Linked DNA regions of Mus musculus: regions 1, 2, 3 and 4 are each linked to region 5. A link is a contact called in public HiCAR-type and promoter capture Hi-C data. All regions are on one chromosome and are shown on one strand. The core of a region is the stretch at or near the end of the contact, and the rest is flanking DNA. Distances in the headings are between cores, read along the strand shown. Region 1 holds the start of Ptpn21 (protein tyrosine phosphatase, non-receptor type 21). Region 2 overlaps Ttc8 (tetratricopeptide repeat domain 8). Region 3 holds the start of Kcnk10 (potassium channel, subfamily K, member 10). Region 4 overlaps Eml5 (echinoderm microtubule associated protein like 5). Region 5 holds the start of Kcnk13 (potassium channel, subfamily K, member 13).

Region 1 (2,700 bases), core at 116-2,615, 1.2 Mb after region 5:
TGTCTAAAGCACCACTTGGGTTTTAGGATCATTTTCTATTTTTAAATTTCTTTCATTTTCTTCCCGATTCAATTAACACGTTTTTATTTAGTGCCTACTGTCTGCCCAGAACTGCCCTCGGAATTCTAAGAGGTATAAATGAAGCCTCTACGAAACAATTTATAATATTCCTGCCAAGTGCGGCAGCCACGGCGTGGCTAGAACTTTTTTTTAATCTTGGAAGTAGAGCCCTAAATTGAGTCGGAGAGGCGTGGAGGGTTGACATAAATGGAAAGGGGTCTGGTGGCGCTGCCCCCTCTTTGTTGGGGACAGTGGGCATGCTGGAGAGAAGGTAATTAGAGTGGCCAAGGACGCACTCTAGACCACACATAGAGGTCTAGTAGCTGAACTTCACCTTGGGCGAACACTGGGAAGGACTGACAAACCCGAGGGAGAGTAACCATGGGAGTAGTGCGAAGAGGAAGAACTCTGAGGAGATGAAGCCAGGTGCTCGCGGTGTGGTTTAGCAAGAATACAGTATAATAATAAGCACTGGAGTCCCGCTGAGGGCAGCTCCTCTCAGTTCTCTCTGAGCTACTTCCATGGTTACTCCTTGGCAGTAGTCCTTCCCAGTGGTTCTCCAAGGTAAAGCTAAGCTATTACACATAAAGGGGAGATCTAGAGTGGCTTCCCTGGGCTTCCTTATTTCTAGAACTCTTATCCCTCTGCTCCCTAGTGGATTCTGGGGAGCAGCACCTCCAGCCTGCTGCCCATTTGGGTCAGCTTTCCACTTCTCTCCAAGTTCAGAGTTCCTACAGAGGAGCAGTGTGTGCTTGATGGGAGGAGCAGGCACTTAAAGCGGGTAGGGTAGGGGGCGTGTAGAAAGTCTTGAACTGTCTTCAGCAATGTTCAAGAGTACTCCAACAACCCCAGTTTCTTTACAGACCACCACCTAATAATGCAACCAAGCCCTTTCTACCTGGACTCAAAATAACCTCCTCTTCACCTCCCTTTTTTCTTCTTCTTCAAAGCTCTGCTTTATTTGGAAACTTAAAATAACTGGTCACACGGTTAAAAACAGCAGCGGCGCGCCCCCTCCCCGGTGGCCGGCCGCAGCTGTCCGGCCTCCCCCGCGCCCTGCCGCCCGCATTCCAACTCTCTGAGGTCACGCGCCGCCGCCTCCCCGGATCCGCGCGCCCGGCCCTAGGGGAGGGACGCGGGCCCCGCAGCTCCGGCCCCGGCCCCCGAGCTCCCCCAGAGAGTGCCGCCGCGGCCCGGCCAGTGCGGGCAAGGCGTGCGGTCGGCGCGCGGGCCTGGGGCGCGGGCGACCGAGCAGCAGAGGCTGCGGCGGCTGCGAAGGCGCGGAGCCCAGGGAGGCGGGACGCAGAGCCGGAGCGCGGCCCCGACCCGGCGGGAGCCGGAGCAGGTGAGGCGCGGGGGACTCGGGCAGGGGCGTAACAAAGAGCGAAGTCTTCCCTTGCTCGCTCTGATCTCCTAGTCATTTCTAAAAAGAGTCTGGAACTTCTATTCCGGACTCCTCCGCGGATAGTTGAGGCTTAGTTCTGGATCGGGGTTTGAAATCTTGGGCATATTTGTGACTCTCGGAATATGTGGAGTATGAAGGTTGCCGTATAACTTTGGCAACAAGGGGCATAAAGGAAAGTCTGTTTGGCAACTCCTTGTTTCGGTTTTGGAGCAAAGCGTCTTTACTCCTGGAGGAAGAATTCTTGGATCTGCAAATTCCGACTTGTGATTTCTGTAAACCCTGTTTAGATTGGCTGCTCTGAGCATGCTTGTCCTATCCCCAGCCGCCGCGGCCGAGAAAGCCTTATGATTATAAAGAATGTTAGTAAAAACCTTCTGAATCTTTATGAGCTCCAAGGAACCACTGCAGTATGTCTAATAGTTACTGACCCATGTTTTCTTTTCTCTTTCTTTTTAAGTTTTGGACAAGACAACAGTTCCACACTGGAAATAGTTGTTTTGTTTGTAGGCCATTTGGTTATATGCACAAATGTTCTGTGAGAAACAGGATTGATTTAAGGCACTAAGATATAGGCGTTCTAAAAATGTTAGGCTCTCTTTTTTAGTGAATATTTAACGTTAAAGGAATAGTGGCAAAGTTCCATGAACATGTGGTGACTGACTTGAGGTGTGACTCGAGTTAAAGTCTCTGGTGAGACTCAGAGTTAAAGTAAATTTGAGAAACCTCTAGAAGGGGGTATGGCTAAGAAAAATGAGAAATGGACTCGCTAACAGTGCAGAGCATCTTCTGTAAACCCGTGAAGCAGGATTTAAATATGCATCTTTTCTTATTCTATAATGGGATGATTTTATAGAGAAATTAGCCTGATTTTCTCTTTTAAAGGCTATATATAGTCTATTTCATTTAGTAGTTGGCACCTATACCAACCCTCTCCAGAGTATCTTAAGTTTCTACCTCTTGGCTGTAATATTGAAACATAAGTTATGGCATCATCAAGATATATTAATCAAACATAAAATTTTAAGTTACTAAGCAGTTTTTCCACAGTAGGTTTTATATGAATAATCAAGAAACCAGACATTCTTAGGAGAAGATGCATAGAAATTTAACAATCAAATGATAACAGTTGCCCAAATAAAAAGAGAAAACATTGGTTTTTCCTCCTCCCCAGTGCTGTAAAACATTCCAAATCTCAGCGACAACTGGAAATTTGAGTTTGTCTATTCAGAACTTAA
Region 2 (2,700 bases), core at 178-2,677, 1.0 Mb after region 5:
ACGTCACTTCACAGTTCTTGCTATTTACCTATAATATCCCCTGTATTTATACAACATGCTTTCTTTTGAAAAATAAAAACTGAACCGCCCCTCTATTCACTTCAGAGTCAAAGTTGCAAAATATATAAAAGGTTTATTTTTTTAAAAAATGCCCGGTTTGTGCTCATTATCTAAATCCTTTTGGAAAATAACATTTGCGATAAAAATCTAAAATGGCATTTTAATGTTAGCGTCTGATCCACAGAGTACCATGCGTACATGTGTGCGTGTGTGTGTGTGTGTGTGTGTGTGTGTGTGTGAGAGAGAGAGGGGGGGGAGGGAGGGAGAGGGAGAGAGAGAGAGGGAGAGGGAGAGGGGGAGGGGGAGGGGGAGGGAGAGGGAGAGGGAGAGGGAGAGAGAGAGAGAGAGAGAGAGAGAGAGAGAGAGAGAGCGCACATTCGGGCTAGTAGGCAGAGAACACGTGCAGGCATCTGTCCTTGGCATTCCTCCAGTCAATCATAGGATCAATGCAAGAGCTTTGGCAATTATTTGTTTAAGGAATAGCCTGTCATCTTGTAAGTACAAACAGAAAATGAAAGTTCTTACTTTTCAGTGAGTACAAAACAAAACAAGCTACCTCCTTGAGTGTTCTATACTAGAGCGACGAGCAGTGAATATAATGAGGGCCCAATTACAAGCATTTGATTTTACCAAGATACTTAATTTATAGCTAATATAAACCAAAAGTTGCTATTAAACCAGGAAACGTATGAAAAGCTTGAGAAAACAATAGAAATGAGGCCTAATCTCCACCAGTGCTTCCAGCCAAGCTGAGTGGCTGATGACTGTGAGTGCTCAACAGGACACGTGGGATGAAGGAGTCTTAAAGCTATTCTCAAGAAACACATCCAAGAATGTCTTAAGTACATGTGCGCATGTATTTACCTACATTTCTATTTGCTATTATAAAAGGATACTTTTTGATTTAACATCATATAAAAACAAGCATTTGCAACTTTTATGATTTTTGGAAATTATTATTTTAATGGATACACAAAAAGTCCATCTTGCCATTTGTTATAACTTATCAAATCTGTTCTCGAGTACTGAGCATTTATATTGTTCTTCAATTATTTTTGCTACTATGTCTATAATAATCATGTCAAACACAGCTACATTCCCTGACTTTTCTGAGAGCTGAAAGCAAAAAACAAGTCACGCCAATGTGTTGATGGCTATCTGCTTCCTGTTATCATGCCATTTTCTAAACTGCACCCTTTGCAATGTTATCTGTGACTTGTAATAATTTATGACACTCTCCCTAAACATTCTAAAGTCTTTTCTTTTACATTTCTTGTTGGCAAGAAAATACATCTCTACTGCACCTGCTTCCTGCTATTTCCTCCAAACTGTCTGTCACAGGGTCATTTCTATGTTCATAAGAAGCCCTCTAAGGGCTGGGGAGGTGACTCTGGGTAAGTCTCTTCTGACCAAGCATGAGGACTGGGAGTTTAGATCCTCAGAATCCACTGTGTGTGTGTGTGTGTGTGTGTGTGCGTGTGCGTGTGTGTGTGTGTGCGTGTGGGTGTGCGTGTGTGTGTGTGTGCGTGTGGGTGTGCGTGTGTGTGTGTGTGCGTGTGGGTGTGCGTGTGTGTGTGTGTGCGTGTGGGTGTGCGTGTGTGTGTGTGTGTGTGCGTGTGGGTGTGCGTGTGCGTGTGTGTGTGCGTGTGTGTGTGCATGTGTGTGTGTGTGTGCGCGCGCGCGCGTGTGGGTGTGCGTGTGTGCGTGTGTGTGTGGGTGTGCGTGTGTGTGTGTGGGTGTGTGTGTGTGAATGTGTGTGTGTGTGTGTGTGAATGTGTGTGTGTGTGTGTGTACAGGGCAGGAAAGCATAGTGGGGAGCAAAGACAGTGTGATGGTTTGTATATTCTTGCACCAGGGAGTGGCACCATTTGGAGGTGTGGCCTGGTTGGAGTAGGTGTGTCACTGTGGGTGTGGGCTTAATACTCTCACTCTAGGTGCCTGGAAGTCAGTCTTCCACTAGCAGCCTTTGGATGAAGACATAGAACTCTCAGCTCCTCCCGCGCCACGCCTGCCTGGATACTGCCATGCTCCCACCTTGATGATAATGGACTGAACCTCTGAACCTGTAAGCCAGCCCCAATTAAATGTTGTTTTTTTATAAAACTTGCCTTGGTCATGGTGTCTGTTCACAGCAGTAAAACCCTAACTAAGACAGACAGGGAGCCCTCTTAGTTCCCTAGACTAGCTAGAAGGGCAAGCTCCAGGCTCAGTGGGAGAGTCTGCCTCAATCCATGGTACACTGTGATTGAGGAAGATACTTGACAGCAATGGCAGGCCTCCATGTGTAAGCACGCACATAGATACATGCATGTGTGCCCATATACATATGAACATACACAAAAGTGAGAAATTGTCTGGTTCTTATATACAATTCCTAAATAGTGAGTAGAAGGGGAAAATATACCTATAGGGTGATTTTAAATATTGTTTGTCATATCGAAAAAAAATATTATCTGAACTTTTAGAAAGCTTTTTTCTGGCATATATGTAGTATGTATATGAATGTTCATACGTATACATGTTCATGTATCTATGTTAGGTTGGACTTGACAGCAAGCAGTAATCTGCCCATCTCCACTGCCCCAGCACAGGGATACAAGAGCATGCCACCATGACCAACAACTGCATGAGAGTTCTGAG
Region 3 (2,700 bases), core at 16-2,515, 1.4 Mb after region 5:
AGGAGTTCGGTATGTAGATGCTGAATGAATAAGAGATTTTACTTACTTATAGGCCAGGGGTCTGAGTTGAACTTCCTATCCAACACCACAGTGAGCTAATCAAACCTTCCTTTAGCAAACATTACACTTCCTTTAGCATATATATTATTAGTTTTGTTGTTGTTAATTATTTTGAGTGTCTGTTATGTGCAAGTCTCTGTTGCTAGGCACCCCAGTGAACTTATAAGCAGAATTCATATGGATACTTGGGTGGCTCTTTCAAGAGCACCGGAGCACTGTTGGCCGTTTCTGGCGTTTTTCTTACCATAAACCCACCTAGGGATTCCAGGATGGGGAGAATGGGGTGGGGCATCTCCCTAACTCTCTGAGAGCACAGCTGAGGGCTGAAGTCTTCCTGCACCCACCATTGGCTGATTTTCAAGGGCTCCCGGGCCACCTCCTTAGCTTCTCCAAGTAGAGTCGCCAAACCTTAGCAACTCCTCTTTCCTCCTGGGCCTCAAAGTCTCTCCCCAGCCCATCTCCCCAGCCTCCAAGCAGGAGCCCCAGTCCAGCTACAGGTAGCTGGGGAAGAGACCAAGCTGTGCCTGGGGAACTAGGCGCGCGATGAGATCGCAGCCAGCGCCAAGCGGTCCCAGAACAAAAGGCTCATGGCTGGTGTTAGCTTCCTTCACTCAGGAGCGCCGTGGGGACCTGGGTTCGGGACTCAGGCGAGAGGACCACGCTGGGGAGCAAGGAGTGGAGTACCAAAAATGAAGTGACAAGAGAGAAAGAGCAGGCACCCGGGGTGGGAGCGGTGAAAGGAGGTCACCCCCCCCAGGCCGAGGTCTGCGGTGGGGCCGCGGCAGGCAGGCCCTTTCCTCCGCCTCCTGCAGAGCCTTCCAGGCAGCCAAGCGTGTCTCCGGCTGCAACTCCACCGAGCACGCTGCGGCCGCGTCAGTAAGTAGCAGCCGCGCCCTCTGCTCGCTGTCTCCGCGCAGCCCGGGGAAGGACAGGTCCGCCACCGCCCAGCGACGAGCCCGGGTGTCCGGGGTCCACGCGCGCCCGGCGTTCTCCCGCAGTGGCGCGGCACCTGCAGCGCGCCACGGGGAGGGTCGCCTTAGCCGCGAGCTCCCCGGGGCGCCGCGCCATCCTTCTGTCCAATGGCTTTCAGCGGGTGGAGAGTGGGGGGCGTCGCCCGGGGGCGAGGAGCCGCGGCTGGGGAGGGGCGAGTGCTCTGTGCTCAGACGAGCGAGGCTGACGTGTCCGCCCGAGCGCGCGGCCCGGTGTGCGCGCGCCTGTGTGTGTGTGTGTGCGTGTATGTATGGATGTGTGTGTATGTGTGTGTGCGTGTGTGTGGATGCGAGAGAGGGGGTACGAACACGCCTTTGGGGACCCGAGGGACGCTGCGGTGGGCTTCACTCCGGCCTCCGCCCGGCGGCTGCTCAGCCTCGCATCTGCCTACCGCGCTTTTGCAGAAGCAGCCCGGCTCTTTGATCCTCTCGGAACCACCCTCAGCATCCGATCTTACTTTTTCTTTCACCCACAAGGGCAGCAGCTGGCCACCCCCTTAACCGGTGCAAACACCCAACCAAGCCAGTGCTCGGTGCTTTCCTCTGCTAGTATTTTCCCCGCTTGTCTTTCTCTGGGGCTCCCCACGAGCCACTTCAGTGCTCCTCCATCCTCACAAATTGTTCCGTTGGTCTGTTTAACCGACGAGTTGTAAATCTTGAAGACTTTATTATTATTATTTTGATTCTTTTCATTTCATCCCCCTGTGGGCAACGGAGCAATGAAATTTCCAATCGAGACGCCAAGAAAGCAGGTGAACTGGGATCCTAAAGGTTGGTATTGCCTACTTCGGGCTACCCTGGCTCTCTTCCACCTGCTGGTGCCTCACTGGCAGGCGTGGATGGGCTTGCTCCCGGCAGGCAGCATGCGTCCTGAGGCTGGGAAATGCGCCTGACAACTGCAGCGTGGGTGGGAGGAGGGCGGAGGCAGCGTGGGTTCGGAACCCAGATCGCGCCTGTCAAGATCACATAGTCGTTGTCCCTCTAGGATGGTTTCACCGTCTATTTAAAGACACACCAAGCTGCTGTTTGTTTTGAAATTATACCAAGTGTTGGTATTTGCTTTTGACTTTGTGAATGTGCATGTACGTGTGCCTGTGTGTGTGTGTCCTTTGTTTCTAGTGATCTTTGTCTCTCTCTGGCAGATGGGTGGGGTGACTCTCACTGGACCTGGAGCTGAGCCTCATGGCCCGCGTGTCCTCAGAGGGACAGGTTTCTTGGCAGCATGTGAGGCTACGATCTGCCCCAGCTGTCCCTGGGGTAGCACTTCTCTCATAGGGCATGAAGCATAATGGAGCCCAAGGGGCTTCCAGAGTCTTTGCTCTGTCTTATTACTAATCCTGCCGACTAGGCTCCTTTGGCTCAGGTTGTAGAAAGGCTGTGGGGAGTGGTTTTTCTCCACAAGGGTGGGTCTGGGAAGGGCTCACGGAGTAACCTACAGCGTGCCCACGCACACAATGGTTTGGTATGCTTTTAGGAGTGTGGGTTCACTTTCCCTTCCTGTAAAGAGTATTAAGGCAGGTTGTGTGGGTGCACCATACTCCTGGTCTTGGCCACTGCCCCACATGTTAATGTATAGATATTGTGGCTCTTTGTAAATAGTATTGGAGCGGGACAAGTTGAAACAGTGTGTCCAGTCACCTCTTAGCTCATA
Region 4 (2,700 bases), core at 127-2,626, 1.2 Mb after region 5:
TTAATGTAATTGTTGAGTTGTGGCAAACCTGCTGTGCATATGCCTCTCTCATCTCTATCCAGCCTGCTGTGCTGACTTCATTTCCCCAGGGTTCTTTACAGTCTTGTTATCGTCTTCATGGTCTGCTGGTGGAACCTTGGAAGGGGTCTCCACTACTCTCAGAACAGCTAGCTTTCTGATCAAAAAATACTGCTTATAAGATAAATGTGACATATAAATGAACATCATCCAGATTAATAAATGGAAAATTTACTTTTGTTTTCTCTCTAACCCTAATATATCTCTGTTTGTTTGTTTGTTTGTTTACAAAACCAAAAAGGAAAGATTATAAGCAGGGACTCACAGTTGTCTGTAATTCTAGTACTTGCTTAACTTTCCACCCATTTGCAGGCTTTCACGACAGCCCATGTCACTGAGATGAACCACGCGTGTGCAGTTAGTAACTCTCCAGCCTTTTGTTTACCAGTCTCTCGTGGTACTTGGTATCTTCAACTTGTCTGTGGTTTATTCTTTTCAGGGTTCTGTCCCTTTAAGATTACTGATTCATTGCCGTCCTTTTGATAGTAGTCACTTGCATGCTAACTGCTCAGAATACGTTTCGAATGAACAAATAAACTAGTTTATTGTGCTAAGTAAGTGTATGTGGCTGTTGCATCTTAGAGTTTTCCAAGTTAATTCTCATATTCTCTTATAGGGACTCAGAGTTTTTATCAAGAGCATAATGATGATATTTTGTGCCTCACTGTAAATCAGCACCCCAAATTTATCAACATAGTGGCAACTGGCCAAGTAGGTATGTTTCTATATTTCAAAAAGAAATAGTTTGAAACATTTATTTTGTTCTAATAATTTCATACCCTAGGAAAAATAAGTGTATTAAATTGTGTATTAATTGCTTGGAATGCATGTGTGCATACAGAACCTAGCCCGATTACCTTATGCTTGCTGCCAGGTAGCTTTCTAGTCCTTAACTTTGGTTGTCTGAGTTTGCTTAGACTATTCAAAATGTAAACTGTCGTGTAAATAGTACATTTTTAGCTTTATCAGGCATTTCTGGTCAGCTGAATGGCTGCATTCAATACTATATAAAACTCAGGGGAAGGACAAAAAGGGAGCTAAGGAATTAGCTAGAGCAATGGGGACAGAGCCCAGTGTTCAGCAAAGGTTAGGCTGGGTAAGAGAGAATGCAGGTCTGTTTTACACTGCACTTTAAAGTGTTTGTTTGGCATTAGTATTGATCAGATTCACTGCTGGTTTGATTTCCTGTGATTTATTTTTAACTTCTGTCAAAAACTTCAGGGCTAATGACTCAATGAGTAGGAAGGCAGGTATTTTAGATTGACAGAGATTACCATGAAAATGCCTTACAGATGTGGGCTGTCCAGTCTACTTGTAATACCCATTATTGAAATTACCGTGTTTGTTGGGTATAAGTAAGTCACAATTGCTACACTCACTTCACTTGCTTTCCTGGTGTCTTTATTTAATTTTCCATGTAAATACTAAGTTTGTTCTTCTCTGGGTTCTCTGTCTCTATTGCTATGCCACATAGAGCCCTTGTATTTCCCCTTCTATAGAGTTTCCTTTTTATTTATTTTTCTTTTTCTTTTTTATTTATTTCATTTTATTTTTGGATTTTCAAGACAGGGTTTCTCTGTTTAGCCCTGGCTGTCCTGGAACTCAGAAATCTGCCTGCCTCTGCTTCCCAAGTGCTGGGATTAAAGGCCTGCACCACCACTGCCTGGCCTTTTTAAAAAAAAAAAAATTTTTTCAAGTAAATCTACAAAGTAATAGATTTTTTTTTTTACAAAGTAAATGATATTATGCCATTATCATGTATATCATTATACATTTTCTTTATTGTTTATTTGTATGGTGTATGTGCGTGTGTGTGCTTGTGTGTGTGTGTGTGTGTGTGTGTGTGTGTGTGTGTTCATGAAGATGCCAGAAGAGTGTTCTCCTACTCTGTATCCTTTGCATTTGAGAAGGATTCTCAAATTGCATTCTCTCTGAACCTGGGACTTGCCTTGCCTTGGCTAGGCTAGAAACCAGCAAGCCCCAACAATCCTCCTATGTCCACCCCACTTAGAGCTGGGGTTATAGGCATGTGTGGGACACTAGTTTGTTACATGGATAGATTATGGACCAAGCCTGATAGCTCAGCCTGTAATGCTCACACTTGAGAGTTAGTGGCAAGAGGATTGAACCCCACAGCTTTATGCCTAATGAAGTAATTCAACTTCTCTTTAGAAAGCTTGCTTACAAAATGGCCCTTTGAATAGAACAGAAGTCAGCGTCGTTGTGAGTTCTGTCTCATTGGCCCTTGTTCTTGGGCACATAGACAGTCTAACCACTCACTCCCTCCTCTTTACCTTCCATCTTTGGAGACTGGTTTTCTCAGTGACTTTTTCCTAGTGTTTTCTTTTAAGAAGGACCATTTTGTATATCTCCCAGCTGTATTGTAGAGGAGTGGGATATGCATGGAGAAGGAAATTGCTTCCCAGGGAGAGCCTTCTCTGTACTGGACTATGTCTTGAGTCTTTGAAATCCCAGAATTCTCTATAAAAAGGTTCTGAACTTAACTTTGGGCTTGCCTGAGCCGCCTCTCAGAGACTGTCTGTAGCACATTGTACATTCAGCATGTGTTCTCATAAATGAGGACCAGGAGGTAGTTAGCTTTCCTTGGGTGACAGTGGATGG
Region 5 (2,700 bases), core at 101-2,600:
GGCTCGCCCATGCCCGCCGCGCGTTCCCCAAGGCGGCGTGGATCTCCCGGCCGCCGCCGCCTCCTCGGTGGTTCCTGTGTAGCCAGCTCCCCACGTCCGCCTGGACTCGTGGTTTCGAATCCGCTTTGTCGTCGCCGCCTCCCTGTCCTCTCTGGAGTTCTCCTTAAGGCTGAAGACCAGAGGGTCGGGACACAGAATCTGCTTCGACTTGGTGCGAGGGTGCGGGCGACCCGGGTTCACCCGAGCTCCTAATTCGGCTCAGATTGGGGAGGGGGCGTGGCGTGCCTTCAAGGCAAACTCCCTAGAACTTGAACTCCTCTTGAAGAAAAAAAAGGTCGTGGGTCCAGAGAGAATCGGCGGGTAAGCTTCACATCAAGGTCCGGGTTCCTCGGAGCATTGCTTTCCAAGCTGTGATGGCTGGGATACGGGCTGTTCTCTGTCTTCGGTGCCTCTCCAGGTGGATCTGTGTTGCGTATTAGTGACAATGTTCTGCCGAGAGCCTCTATCCACCAGAATAACCAGGGCTCAGAGGTCGGAACGGGTTTGGGGCAGACGCACGGACGCAGGGACAGTGCGAAGAGGCAGATCAGCCGGCTCGGATCTCTGCTGGGCACACAGGCTCCACGGCAGCACGAGGGCGGACCGCTGTGGGGAGGAGAACAGAGGGGGAGGTTGGAACAGTGAAGGAAGTTAGAAGCATCCTCCCAGGGAGCCTTCCTTGACTTCCCCCATACCAGATCGCCCTTGGCCTCTAGGGCCTGCACCGGGCGTTCTCTGTCCACACGTGCCGGCCCTGCCAGCCCATCTCCCGGAGAACCGGCCAAGGACAGCGGCCAGAAGAGTTCCATCTCTTTCACCCGGTTTTGATCGCCTCGGCTCTGTAGTTCTTGCGCAGTCAGTGGCGCTGAGCTGAGAACTCCAAGCTACAACATGTAAGCCGGCAACAAGGTTCTTTTGTGAACCGCTGGGGCGCCCACCCAGAGACCCCCAACTTGCCATGAGCTCTGGAGCCGCCGTCGCCTTCGCGTCTCACCTTCCCAAACGCACCTGCTCTGTGGAACAGGTTCAGGATGGTTCCTGGCTTCCCTTCTCAAGTGGCCTTGCCCTGCCCAGTGGGGCTGAGAGCAGAAGTCCGTGCCCAGAGCTGCCTTCTCTGTGGAGTGCTCAAAAACTGCAACAGGTGGAGCTCTGCAGCTGCCAACCGAGGCGACTCCACCCGGTACCCGCCCCTTGGCCTCAGGGCCAGTCTCCTGCTCAGGTCTCCTCCGCTGGCGCTCGCCTGGACCTCTAAACAGCGATGCTTCTACCAGGGAGTGCAGATCCCTGGAGTGGTTGCTTAACAGATAGGTCGAGAGCCTCGATGGTCTGCGTGGGTTCCTCTCAGGCCAGAAGAGGGCGCTGCGTGCCCTCCAGACACACCTGGTTCCCAGCAGTTTAGCCACAGGGGATCGAATATAGCTGTGTGAAGGAATGGATTCATAGCCACCCACGGTCTAAACAGAATTTCTCCGCCTTTAGAGAGAGAGAGAGTGGTCCCAGGAGACCCACCCACGATACTAGCCAGAAACAGAACTAGAAAAGCTTGCAGTTCTGTTGAATAGATGCAAATGATTTTGGTGAGAGTAACTAACAGACCGTTTATCTTGCATTGTGTCTCCTGGGGAGGAAGAACTTTAGAGGGTATTGAGTTCACACCCAGGGTGAGTAACCCAATTACCTTTACTAGTTTAAGAAACATCTCAAGTACATCAAAATCGAATGACGTTTACAATGACACAACACACCACCACCTAGATTCTACAAGTGACAGTTTACCAGGCTTGCTTATATTTACCCATTCCTTTCTAGTCACCAACCCACTCAGGATGCACTTTGAATGGTTGTAGACACCCACACACTTTCACCCCATCTCCAGCCAGTATTGGCCATTATTAAGAGCTCTATCCTCGGATTTTTGCTTTTGTGGTAAAATTTGCATGCAATGACATGTCATTGTACCATTAGGTGAGTCCTGATAACTTTGGGAGCCAAACAATGGTGGCCTCCCTCCCTTATCATCTAAAAGCCACCAAAGGATTAAAGCTCCCACAAATATCTTCCCAGTAAATCCCCACCCACATTCCTGCAGAGGTAGCCACTATTCTGATTTCTTTTTCCACCATGGAATATTTCTCCTTTATAGAACTTGGTTTTGTTTATTCAGGTCTCTGTATTCATAAGAACCAGTTATGTGTCTTGTGTAAAGTGTGTTCCTGAAGTGTACCGACTGACATCATTTCAAACTAGCTTTTTCTAACCCACAACAATGCAGTGTCCACATCCTATAGACTGTTGACAGAGCCAGCCATTTTATTTTTAAGCCTTCTGTATACAGGCACATAAACTTATCTCCTTGGGGTTTTGTGTTCTCTGGACACCTTGTATATTGGACTTTTGTAAATGGTTGGACTATTTTGCCCACTTAAAAGCTTGGTTTTGGAGCTGGGGAGATGGCCAAGTCAGTAATGTGCTCATCACAGTGTGAGGACCAGAGTTCAGCTCCCCAACACACATACAGAAGGATGAGCATAGCTGTGGACTTTTGACATCCTACTCCTCCTGAGCAGGTAGGGCCAAGTGGAGCTGGCTAGCCACAGTTCCGTAGCCAAGTCAGTGAACTCTCGGTTCAGTGAGAGCCCCTCTGGTTTCCACATGCACACA

The links. Promoter capture Hi-C pulls out the DNA fragments that hold promoters and counts their contacts. HiCAR-type assays count read pairs that join an accessible place to other places.
Region 1: a HiCAR-type map of astrocytes shows a contact between it and region 5, with 2.4 times the contacts expected there. The contact joins the promoter of Ptpn21 here to the promoter of Kcnk13 in region 5. A contact is called at or near these places in 4 of 39 promoter capture datasets (embryonic stem cells, hippocampal neurons, pre-B cells and 1 more), 1 of 484 Hi-C or Micro-C datasets (the N1E-115 cell line) and 3 of 115 datasets of contacts at active chromatin or transcription factors (astrocytes, extraembryonic endoderm stem cells and large pre-B cells).
Region 2: a promoter capture Hi-C map of liver shows a contact between it and region 5, with 4 times the contacts expected there. The contact joins the enhancer-like site here to the promoter of Kcnk13 in region 5. A contact is called at or near these places in 13 of 39 promoter capture datasets (the HPC-7 cell line, HPC-7-derived erythroid cells, cranial neural crest and 8 more) and 1 of 9 other capture datasets (embryonic stem cells).
Region 3: a promoter capture Hi-C map of pre-B cells shows a contact between it and region 5. The contact joins the promoter of Kcnk10 here to the promoter of Kcnk13 in region 5. A contact is called at or near these places in 2 of 39 promoter capture datasets (the C10 cell line and pre-B cells).
Region 4: a contact with region 5 is called in a promoter capture Hi-C map of second pharyngeal arch cranial neural crest, with 4 times the contacts expected there. The contact joins the enhancer-like site here to the promoter of Kcnk13 in region 5. A contact is called at or near these places in 11 of 39 promoter capture datasets (the 3T3-L1 cell line, the C10 cell line, the HPC-7 cell line and 6 more), 2 of 115 datasets of contacts at active chromatin or transcription factors (embryonic forebrain and embryonic midbrain) and 1 of 9 other capture datasets (embryonic stem cells).

The regions. Positions count from the first base shown.
Region 1 is chr12:98,736,070-98,738,769 of GRCm38.p6, reverse strand. Ptpn21 (protein tyrosine phosphatase, non-receptor type 21) reads left to right here and starts at 1,365. Exons shown (of 19, transcript NM_001146199.1): 1 at 1,365-1,405.
Region 2 is chr12:98,949,283-98,951,982 of GRCm38.p6, reverse strand. The region is part of intron 6 of Ttc8 (tetratricopeptide repeat domain 8); the gene reads right to left. Among named protein-coding and RNA genes, the nearest start is that of Ttc8, 30 kb to the right of the region's middle. Within about 2 kb of position 1,427, at least 3 of the 459 cell types and tissues checked have an H3K27ac peak or open chromatin away from gene starts, as enhancers often do. A contact at or near this core is called in the HPC-7 cell line and liver, where this site is marked.
Region 3 is chr12:98,573,277-98,575,976 of GRCm38.p6, reverse strand. It overlaps Kcnk10 (potassium channel, subfamily K, member 10), which reads left to right and starts at 1,265. Exons shown (of 7, transcript NM_001316665.1): 1 at 1,265-1,820. The coding sequence starts at 1,769.
Region 4 is chr12:98,808,612-98,811,311 of GRCm38.p6, reverse strand. It overlaps Eml5 (echinoderm microtubule associated protein like 5), which reads left to right. Exons shown (of 44, transcript NM_001081191.1): 32 at 695-793. All of the region lies in intron 1 of Gm35463 (a long non-coding RNA gene), which reads right to left. Among named protein-coding and RNA genes, the nearest start is that of Gm35463, 7.5 kb to the right of the region's middle. Within about 2 kb of position 1,376, at least 1 of the 459 cell types and tissues checked has an H3K27ac peak or open chromatin away from gene starts, as enhancers often do. A contact at or near this core is called in second pharyngeal arch cranial neural crest, where this site is marked.
Region 5 is chr12:99,963,149-99,965,848 of GRCm38.p6, reverse strand. Kcnk13 (potassium channel, subfamily K, member 13) reads right to left here and starts at 1,350. Exons shown (of 3, transcript NM_146037.2): 1 at 1,048-1,350; 2 at 1-645.